Regions from separate parts of the Mus musculus genome. Here all the other regions are linked to region 3. Evidence: chromatin contacts called from public Hi-C and HiChIP or PLAC-seq data. All regions are on one chromosome and are shown on one strand. Each heading gives the region's core, a stretch centred on a gene start, on an enhancer-like site or on the middle of the called end of the contact. The rest is flanking DNA. Distances are from core to core; before and after follow the strand shown. Region 1 holds the start of Map2k3 (mitogen-activated protein kinase kinase 3). Region 2 holds the start of Llgl1 (LLGL1 scribble cell polarity complex component). Region 3 holds the start of Zfp692 (zinc finger protein 692).

Region 1 (3,047 bases), core at 111-2,610, 2.6 Mb before region 3:
TGGAGATAGTCAAGGAAGTGCAACAACTATTTGCCCCTGGGTACCTACTATGTGCTGGGCGCTATGCTGGGTTCTCGATCATCTCAGACGTGCTTGCTTCAAACCACTCTACATTCAATCTCACATCACGCCCCTAATATCCATTTCATTAATAAGTCCTAGACATGCCCAGAGACTAGCCAGGTGAAGCAGTTCAGAATTCAGAGGGTCAACCCATTCATATCTCCAGGTCCAGCTTGGAAATCTTTTCTGCAGATCAACCCTACTGAGTCTCTGACATGTCAAAAAAAAACATCCTTCTCTCTTCCTGGAGAAAAAAAAAAAGCATTCTGACCTCCAAATCTTGTCCCCCTCACTTCCCATGACAAATGCTGCTGCTGCAGCCCACGCAGCACCACTGCCACCTCACAGAAATTTCCAGGAAAGACAGTTAATTGGAGAAGGACAAGCTTTGCACAGCCAGCCCCTGGCCTGCTGCTAGCCCAAGGACCAAACAGCACGTCTAAGAGCAGACTAAGAAACACTAGGTGCAAGAATCGGTCAGCTCGGGAAACTCAGTGAGAAGACTGCAACTGAGTAGCAGGTAGCATGGGCAGAGCTGCGAAGTGGAGACGCCAGGAAGTTCTACAGGGACAGCCTTAGGGAGGAGTGCAGGCAGCCAGTGAGCAGGCCAGCAAGACATGGGGCAAAGGAGGATTCACAAGGATGGAAGGAGTTGGAAGAGTGGAGGAGCTCTGAGTAGACAGGTTTCCGGCATTGGGAACACAGCCCTGGGGCCCAGAGTAAATTCCAGCCTGGACAAAATCCAAGAGCCTGGCCTGAGAGGGCTAGAGCAGCCCAAAGACCCTCTAGCAGGGATCACTGAAATCCCTGAGTCCAGGATGAAGCCCGGAAGCCTAAATGAGGAGCTCACGGTGAGGCTACAGACTTGGGAGTGGAGCGAGAACTAGGTCCTGCCTGGGTGAAGTCCCACGGCCTAAGATCCGGATTCCAATAAGGTCCCGTGAGGTCCCGGGCTTGGGCTGGACCCAGTCCTGGGTTGGAGTGCAGACGTCTGTGCCCAGCCCGGAAGGGAGCCCAGGATCACGGGCGGACTCAAATTGAATGTGGCACGGGCCGCGCAACAGGGCGGGAGAGCCTACCTTTGGTCTGAGGCAAGCTGGCCGGCGGGCTCGCGGCGGGCGACTCCATGCTGCGGACCGTCGCGGCGGAGAGCACTAATCTAGAGGACAGCAGACTACACCGGGGCCGGGCGCGCTCATGGCTGCTGGTGGCTGGCAGCGGCGGCAGGCGATGGGCGACAGGCGACACAGACGCGACGGTTCCAAGCGTCCGAGGCGGGCGGCGCCAAAGCCACACTGGGCAGCGCCGGACGCCTGCCGACGGCGCCACGCAGGCCCCGCCCATCGTACTGATTGGCCCGCCTGAAAAGGCCCCAGCCTATCAGACGCCGCCCGGACTGTCACGCACAAACCCCACCCTCCAAGAGCCGGAATCCAACCCAGCTTTCCCCTTAGTACAGCTCGGCTCCGCCCTCTTGCCGTCTAGATGACTGCCCTACCCACTCGGGGGATTGTGCTGGCGTGGTCCTGGGTGCCCCAGCCTGTGCCCCCCTATGGCACAGCGTGTGCGGGTCGCAATCTGGAAAATCCCAAGATCTCTAGGGGGGCAGGGCAGGGCCGATGTGCTCCGTGGGGTTAAAAGTGTTCCCTGAGTGAGACTAGACTCCTAAATGGCTGAGCCATACCGAGGATGAGCGTCCATGTGCTCCCCTGAAGAGAGCGGCGACCACCGGCTTGCCTCCTAGGGCAGCAGGAAAAGAGCGATCCCACGGCGGGCGCGTGCCAGGTGAGTGTTCACCGACTGTGGGAAAGAGTTTACTGCGCCTTGCTGAACGAGCACGCGTTTAAGTCCAGCCTCTACAAGCACCTGGCACGCCAGCACCTAGGGAGCGGGGAATTCAGTGGCTAACCTTTGCCTAGTGACAAAGTAACTGGTTGTAACATTATAGCAGCTCCACTCTCCGGGCTGGGGAGTAGTCTCCGATTAAACAAAGTGTCATTCCAAACACTGAAATACCTTTTGCCAGCCTTGACTGGGGTTCCATCTCGGCCGTCGGTCGCTGAGCCTCTGTCCTCACACTAACCAGGAATCTCTGGGGTCGATTGGAAAGTCAGGTCTAGTGAGGGCAAGAAGCACAAGGTCAAGGAGTCAGTCGGAGCTGGAGTAAGTCTTAGCTCTCTGGCCAACACTCAGGCCCCGAATGCCTGGCTTGCATATTTGATTTCTACCGCAGCCCTCCTCCCGTGCCACGTGCCCCTCCCCATTAGGAATCCTGAATGTCTCATCCTCTGCTGAATCCCAAGGCTTAGCCCAGAGCCATGCACATAGTAGGTGCCTAAGAAATATTTAAGGAATGAACAGAGGAAGTAGGAAAAGCATGCCACAGACATGGGTAAAGTGACTAGTCCCGTGCCAGGCTCTTGGGCACCAGGGTGACTCAGACAAGGCCCTCAAACAGGAGGAGTTTAATGGGTTAGTCAGAGAACTTGACAAACAGCCCAGGGATCACAGACTCCATGTGGGGTGCTATAAATAGATACAAGAGTCCTAAGAGGCCCTGCCTCACCTGGGTGGGGTCAAAGAAGGTGACCTTCCTGGACTAGTCATCAGAAAGAGAGGTAAGAGACCATCCTTGGAAGAAACAGAAAGGCCAGGGCAGGGAGTGGAGACCTGCTCAGGAAGCCAGGCTAGGCTGCACCAGCAAGCCAGTCAGCTGCTGGAATGAGGGGCATGATGGAAGACTTTTTCTCTCTGGCCACCTCTGCCAACAGCATCTGTTACCCTCCTGTCCCTAAGTGTCACAGTTAGCTGGGGGAAGTTCATGACCACTCAGAAACTGGCCAGAGCACTAGACTCAGATCCCAGCAGGCCATCTCTTACTCTGACTCCCGGGAGAGCAGACCCCTCTAAGGAAAGCTGAGGTTGGGGATGGGAAGGGTTCAGCCTGTGTTAGCATGTGACTGTGAGTTGAAGAAAGGGGGTGG
Region 2 (3,278 bases), core at 400-2,899, 2.4 Mb before region 3:
AAATTAAACTAGTAGGAGATGCACATCCTACAGGCAATTTGTAATTTGTGGTCTGAGCTGGATTTAAACCCAATACCCACTGGTCACCCTGGACTACAAGTCCAAACTCAAGAATCTGGGGCTCACTATTCTCTAGAGATCTCCTAACACCCCCTGTGGCAATCAAACTCGTTCCCCAAGATGACCTATCTCCTATCATTGCTTCCCACTCAAATCGGGCCTCACCCTCCTCAACTCCTACCCACTGTAGCATCATCAGTCAGGGGAAGCCATGCTTCAGAGACTCATCACAACTGTGGAGGTCCCCACTACACACCCCATTCACTGGCTAAAACCCACTCTCTTCTTGTTTCATGGGGCACACCCTCACGGTGAGCCAAAAAGAGGCTCCCATCTGAGAAGCCTCTCCTGGCAGCTCTTTAGTTATGGTGTCTGTAAAGCCTGGCACCCCCTGATCATTGCTGAGATCGCAACAAGAAAAAACTGAGCCATGGCAGGGTCTCCCCCTGAAAGTGCCTCCTAAGAGAAGTCCAGGGTCCCTAAGTTCTACTCAGGACAGTAGCAGCTGCTTCAAAACTCCTACTCCACTGCTATCACACAGCAAGGCAAGGAAAGATAAGCGGCCCTCTCCCTACTGAACCTCAGTTTTTTTTTTTTTGTTTGTTTGTTTGTTTTTTAACGTGTGTAATGGAAATGAGAAATCGAATCCTCAACAGCAAGATGCACACAGGCTCTGGGATAAAAGTAACATCTAATCAGAGCCCCACCAGTACAGATAAGAGTTAGGCTTGTGGGGCTCTATACTGGTCAGTGCAGACTAGGTGGGAGCTGAGGCCTTTCCCGGGTCTCTTCTGTATCTCGTCTCTCCAACTTTAGTAAGGTCAGGAACTGGCCGGGTCGCAAGGACATCCAGAATCCACAAGGGGGAAACTGGCCTCATTTCATGGCGGGGGAAACTGAGGCACTAAGGTTTGAAATGCAGTTGAGCATACAGACCAGCACATCCCTTGAACTAGGGACCCCAAGGTAGGGCAGAGCCTGGTGAGAAAAGTGGAGGCGCAGGGATTTCCCAGCCCCCCCACCCCCCACTTTTCCCTCTCTCGCCCGCCTAAGAGTTAAAGAAAACAAAACCTGGCCCTGAATGTCCCTCAGCCGAGCCGGGCTACACACCAAAAATGAAAGAAAAGAGGCCAAGAGCGAAAGGCAGATAGGTCGGAGGACCCCACTGAGCCCAAGGGACACCGGGAGAGATATCAGGGGTTCAGAGACCAGGAGCCCGAAAGCGCACGGCACGGCGCGGGGCGCAGCCCGACACCCCAACCAGGCACACCCGAGCAGCGCGGCGCTCGCAGGGCAGAGGCGGCCCGATGTGGCCCGCCTGAGCCGCCGGCGCCCCCGCCGCCGCACCTTGTGGAAGGCGAAGAGCTCCTGCTTAAGCTTCTCGCGCTGCGGGTCGGCGCCCTGCCGCCGGAACCGAAACTTCATCATCTTGCGCCCGCCTCCGCCACCGCCGCGGGATGCGCCCGGCCCCGCCGGTCCTGAGGCGCGGGGCGGGGCCTGCACGGAGGCGCGGGACGCCACGGACGCCCGCCCGACCCACGACGTGAGCGTGCCCGCCGTGCCGTGCCGCCCCTTGCTCGCCAGACAATGGGCGAGGACGGGGCCCCCGGGCTCGCCGGGCTCGCCGGGGGGGGGGGGCAGTCACGCATGCGCAATGGTGCGGGGCCTGCTGGGACTTGTAGTCCGAAGGTGGGTCCCAACCGTGGGAAGCTGGGCTGTGGTTTGCTAAAGGTTGTTTTCCACTCACGACTGAGCTAACAACATTCTAATAATTCCAGGGACAATTCTCTAGCCCCTCCCGGTCCCACTTCCCCCATCTTTGCCGTTGTTATCTAGTTTGTGTGGCCAGTTTTCACGGATCACTACTTTGCCTATTCCTCCGGTGTGTATTCCACACCACGCTTTTTGTCTCAACTATTATCGAAGAACCCCTCTCTAGGAGCCCGCGATGGTTGTGCATAACTTTAATTCTGGCAATCAGGTGGCAAGCAGAGGCAGGCAGATCTCTCTGAGTTCCAGGCCAGTCAAAAGCTACATTGTAAAACTATGTCTCAAAAAAAAAAAAGAAAATCTCAATTCCTTGAGAGTTATTATTCATGACCCAACACAAAGAACTTCGGTTTGCACCGGCTCAGAAGATCCTTGAGAGGGACGCGAGGCAAAGAAAAGGGGCGGAGGGCTGCAGGAGGTGGCAGGCACGTAGGGCTGAACAGGAGCGGGCTGGATACAGCTTCTCCCCTTGTTTCCCCCATCCCTACAGGGAACTCCGAGAACAAAGCTGCGCCCCGCCCCCGCTTTCTTCCTGTCCCACCCACCTCCCGAGACTTTTCTCTTCTGGACAATGGCCTCTAGGCTGAACCTTTTCCTGCTAGCTGAGGGACTCAGTGTTGGGAGAGATCCCAGGAGTTTAAGCGGGCCAAGCCCCTGTCCTCCCATCTTTGTCAAGAGAGGAGGCGTTGACCCTTAACCCTCAGGCAGCTGCACTGCAGCAACAGGGACCTAGCTACCTCCAAACTGCCCACGACCAGCGTTGCTCAACCCGCCCTGGGAGTTGGGGCTCAGGACTCACAGCTCTTTCCCGAGCTGTAGCTAAAGTGGTTGGCTAGACAGCAAAGGGCCCCTCCTGATCTCAACACGCTTAATGATTTTAAGAGCTCACTGAGAGAGGCACAGATACCACACAATTTTAAAGTGATATCACCCCAGATGCACAGAGGAAGAAACAGTGGCAGCCAACACAGACCAAGATCAGCCCCACACAAGTCATGATCAGAAGCAACTCAGAGGCCTAGGCTACAGTCCTTGTGCTACCCCATGTTGGATTTCAACCTTGCAAATGCTCAGGACATGCTCTACCTCAGCACCAGCTTTCTCTACCCTCATCTCTGCAGTAAAAGTTTATTAGGTTACCCAAGTAACCAATCCCCAGAAATTTTACACTGCAGTCACAAAAACAAAACAAACAAACAAAAAACCCCAAACACCAGACAACAAAACAGCAACAAATAACTTCTGTTGTTTGATAGCCAATAAGAATGACTTTTACCGGGCAGTGGTGGCATACGCCTTTAATCCCAGCACTTGGGAGGCAGAAGCAGGCAGATTTCTGAGTTCGAGGTCAGCCTGGCCTCCAGAGTGAGTTCCAGGACAGCCAAGGCTACACAGAGAAACCCTGTCTCAAAAAACAAAACAACAACAAAAAAGAATGACTTTTAAGG
Region 3 (2,865 bases), core at 329-2,828:
TATGTAAGTACACTGTAGCTATCTTCAGACACACCAGAAGAGAGCATCAGATCCCATTACAGATGGTTGTGAGCCACCATGTGGTTGCTGGAAACTGAACTCAGGACCTCTGGAAGAACAGTCAACGTTCTTAACTGCTGAGCCATCTCTCCATGCCCAGACATTGGGTTTTTTCTTTTTTTAAGCATTCTTTTAAAAATATTTTATTTGTCATTAGCTTTGTATATCTGTGGGTGTGTGCACATGAGTGCAGGTGCTCCTGGAGGCCAGGGATGTTGGATCTCCCTGCAGCTAGAGTTCCACACAGTGAGCCTCCTGCCATGAGCACTAGGAAGGAAAGGAATTTGGGTTCCTCTGCAAGAGCAGCACACCACCCAGCCATTGCTTCAGCCCCTGAAGAGTTTGAAGGGATCTTGTTTTTGTTTTCAACCTAGATGCACAGTTGTTTGTTGTTTTGGTTTGGTTTAGAGCCGGGACAAACACACCCAAAGGTCCCAAGGCAAAGCTCCTTTCCCACAGGCATGGCAGCAGGCTTATTTTGGGCTTGTCCTCTTCCCGAACCCAGTAGGAGCTTCTGATCCATTTCTCTTGAGACATTCAGTCTCTAGGAGGCGCCACTACCTGTTAACGTCTTTTACCTACCTGCACAGAGGACACAGCCTGAAGAAGTGTACCTGCCAGAGAGGAGCTTGGTGTCAGCTCAGAGCCAACCACCCTCAAGTCTCCGCACTCACACACTTACAGGGCCAACCCTACAGACCTCCCATTCGCTGGGGCTAGGAGGGGAGGAGCAGGCCCACCCTGCCCAAACGAGAAACCCAAGGCTGTAGGAACCGGCTTGGGGCTGTGTCTCGGTGCCCTCCTTGGTCCCTCCCGGCCCCTAACCGGTCCAACAGGAACTTGGCGAGCTGCGAGTGCAGGGAGAAGCCCAGCCGCTCCTTGAGGAGGCACCACTGTTCCATGTGGCCGCCCAGGCGGATGCGGCACTTGCTGCGGCGCGCGTCCAGCTGCCTGCGCTTCTCCCGCCGGCGGCGGGATGCGTCTGCCACCGGAGAGGCCATAGACGTGCGGGCCTACGGGAGGAACGTGCTGTCGTCGTCGGGGCTTTCGGGACAGACACAGCCCCTCGCTCCGTCTGCAATGAATGGGGAGACCATAGTGCCTCCGCAGCGCTCGCGCCTCTCGGATCCAGCCACCCCTTCTTAGAGCCAGGGAGGACACTTGGAACACGGGGGTCGCAGGCAGGGGGAAAAGACTGGAAACTTGCTCTCCTTGTCTGGAGGCGGCCAGGTCTGCGTGCAGCCGCGCCTTGGCCTTCTCCCTGCCTCCCATGCAGGGGAAGCCCACCCAGCAATGCTAGGACACCGGGCCAACCCTCGTGGGGTCTTACCTGCACGCCCCAACCCGCCTTTGCCCAAACTGCGCCTGCGCTCCCCGGACCCGCGTGCTCACTCCGAAAGCCACAGAAGGACCGGGGCCCACCGCGCGCGCCGCCGCTGTTTCTCTTTTAAGAAGAAACCGTCCCCCCTCGGCGTCAGGAGGCTACGGCCTGGACTTGCAGCGGGAAGACAGCTGTCTGCGCCTGCGCCCCGGGAGCCCCGTGCAAAGCCTGCCGGGAATTGTAGTTAGCCTTAGTCCTGAACGACTGTCTGGGATTCTGTCGTCATTGCTCCTTCTATTAGCATCTCTGCCTATCAGTTGCCACCAAGCAAACGCGAGCTGCAGCATCCGCCAGCTGAAGCCAACTAGAGTCCTTTCTGAACCGCGAGACCACCCTCCAGCTGCAACCTATAACCTGCCACCATCCACACGAGAAGTTGCCTACACTTTGTACAGACTCTGATTTCACATCGTCTACAAATGGCTCTGATGGAGTTATTTCTATCAAGAGACTGCAACGGCACTTGTCAACGGCACAAGTTTTTTATTTTCTGTTTTGCTTGAAACAAGGTCTCATGTAATTCAGGCTGGTGTCCAAACTCACCATGTAGCCAAGATAGCCTTGACTCCTGCCTCCACTTTTGAAGTACTGAGATTAAAGGCCTGCACCTCTCTATGTTGCTAAATGAAGTGACCAATTCTGTTGCCTCTCTGCCCCAGAATGGAGAAGAGTTTAGCTCTCTCCTCTTGCCACACATTCATCTCACTTTCTTCTCAACTTCACTGTCAGACTAGACTTTGTCTGCTCCTGGTTTTCTCCCGCTTGGCTGGATCCTCTTCTCTCTTAGATCCTTCTGTTACCAAAAGATGGAATGGACTAGGCTCAGGTCCCTGGCAAGCCTCTCTTTTAGGTATGCTCTTGGGGGGGGGGGGGTGATGTAATTAGATCACCCATTGATTGATGTTTCTGGCTACCCTTTTGGGATTCCAGACTCCTTTGACTGCCCAGTTGACTCTCCATGGTTAAATGGCTTAATATACTTCATGTTTATAAAGAATTTACAAGTGCCTGGCACAAGGGAGTCCACAATGAACAGCCTTAGGGCTCAAACCTCACTCCAAGTCACTTGCACTACTGACTGTTTTCTGTAGCAAATCACTACAAACTTGACAACTCAAAACAGCAGAAATTTACTCGCTTACAGTTTTGGAGGTCTGCACCAAAGTGCTGAACAGGGCTACAGGTCAAGCAAGAGCTCTAAGAGAGTTTTCTCCTTGCCTTTTTTATCTTCCAGTGGTGACCAGCGTTCTGGGACTTCTGGCCATATCACATAAGCTTCTGACTCCACACAGCCTTGCTCTAGTGCAACCCTTCCTCTTCTTTCAAACACAGTCCACTTGGGTAATCCAGAGGACCTCCCATTTCAACACCTCAAACAGTTATAACTGCAAAGTGTTGGCTACAAAAAAAAAGCAACTTTCACA

The links. Hi-C and Micro-C count contacts between places; a contact is called where the count stands out from the background. HiChIP or PLAC-seq counts read pairs in DNA pulled down with a chosen protein or histone mark.
Region 1: a contact with region 3 is called in an H3K27ac HiChIP or PLAC-seq map of thymic regulatory T cells, with 15 times the contacts expected there. The contact joins the promoter of Map2k3 here to the promoter of Zfp692 in region 3. A contact is called at or near these places in 2 of 115 datasets of contacts at active chromatin or transcription factors (cardiomyocytes and thymic regulatory T cells) and 1 of 9 other capture datasets (liver).
Region 2: a Hi-C map of B cells shows a contact between it and region 3, with 5 read pairs. The contact joins the promoter of Llgl1 here to the promoter of Zfp692 in region 3. A contact is called at or near these places in 1 of 39 promoter capture datasets (erythroid cells) and 1 of 484 Hi-C or Micro-C datasets (B cells).

What each region holds. Positions count from the first base shown.
Region 1 is chr11:60,930,367-60,933,413 of GRCm38.p6, reverse strand. Map2k3 (mitogen-activated protein kinase kinase 3) reads right to left here and starts at 1,360. Exons shown (of 12, transcript NM_008928.5): 1 at 1,143-1,360. The coding sequence starts at 1,191. Map2k3os (mitogen-activated protein kinase kinase 3, opposite strand) reads left to right here and starts at 1,547. Exons shown (of 2, transcript NR_027800.1): 1 at 1,547-1,848.
Region 2 is chr11:60,698,071-60,701,348 of GRCm38.p6, reverse strand. Llgl1 (LLGL1 scribble cell polarity complex component) reads right to left here and starts at 1,649. Exons shown (of 21, transcript NM_001159404.2): 1 at 1,408-1,649. The coding sequence starts at 1,488.
Region 3 is chr11:58,305,782-58,308,646 of GRCm38.p6, reverse strand. Zfp692 (zinc finger protein 692) reads right to left here and starts at 1,578. Exons shown (of 12, transcript NM_182996.3): 1 at 1,391-1,578; 2 at 886-1,135; 3 at 643-674. The coding sequence starts at 1,061.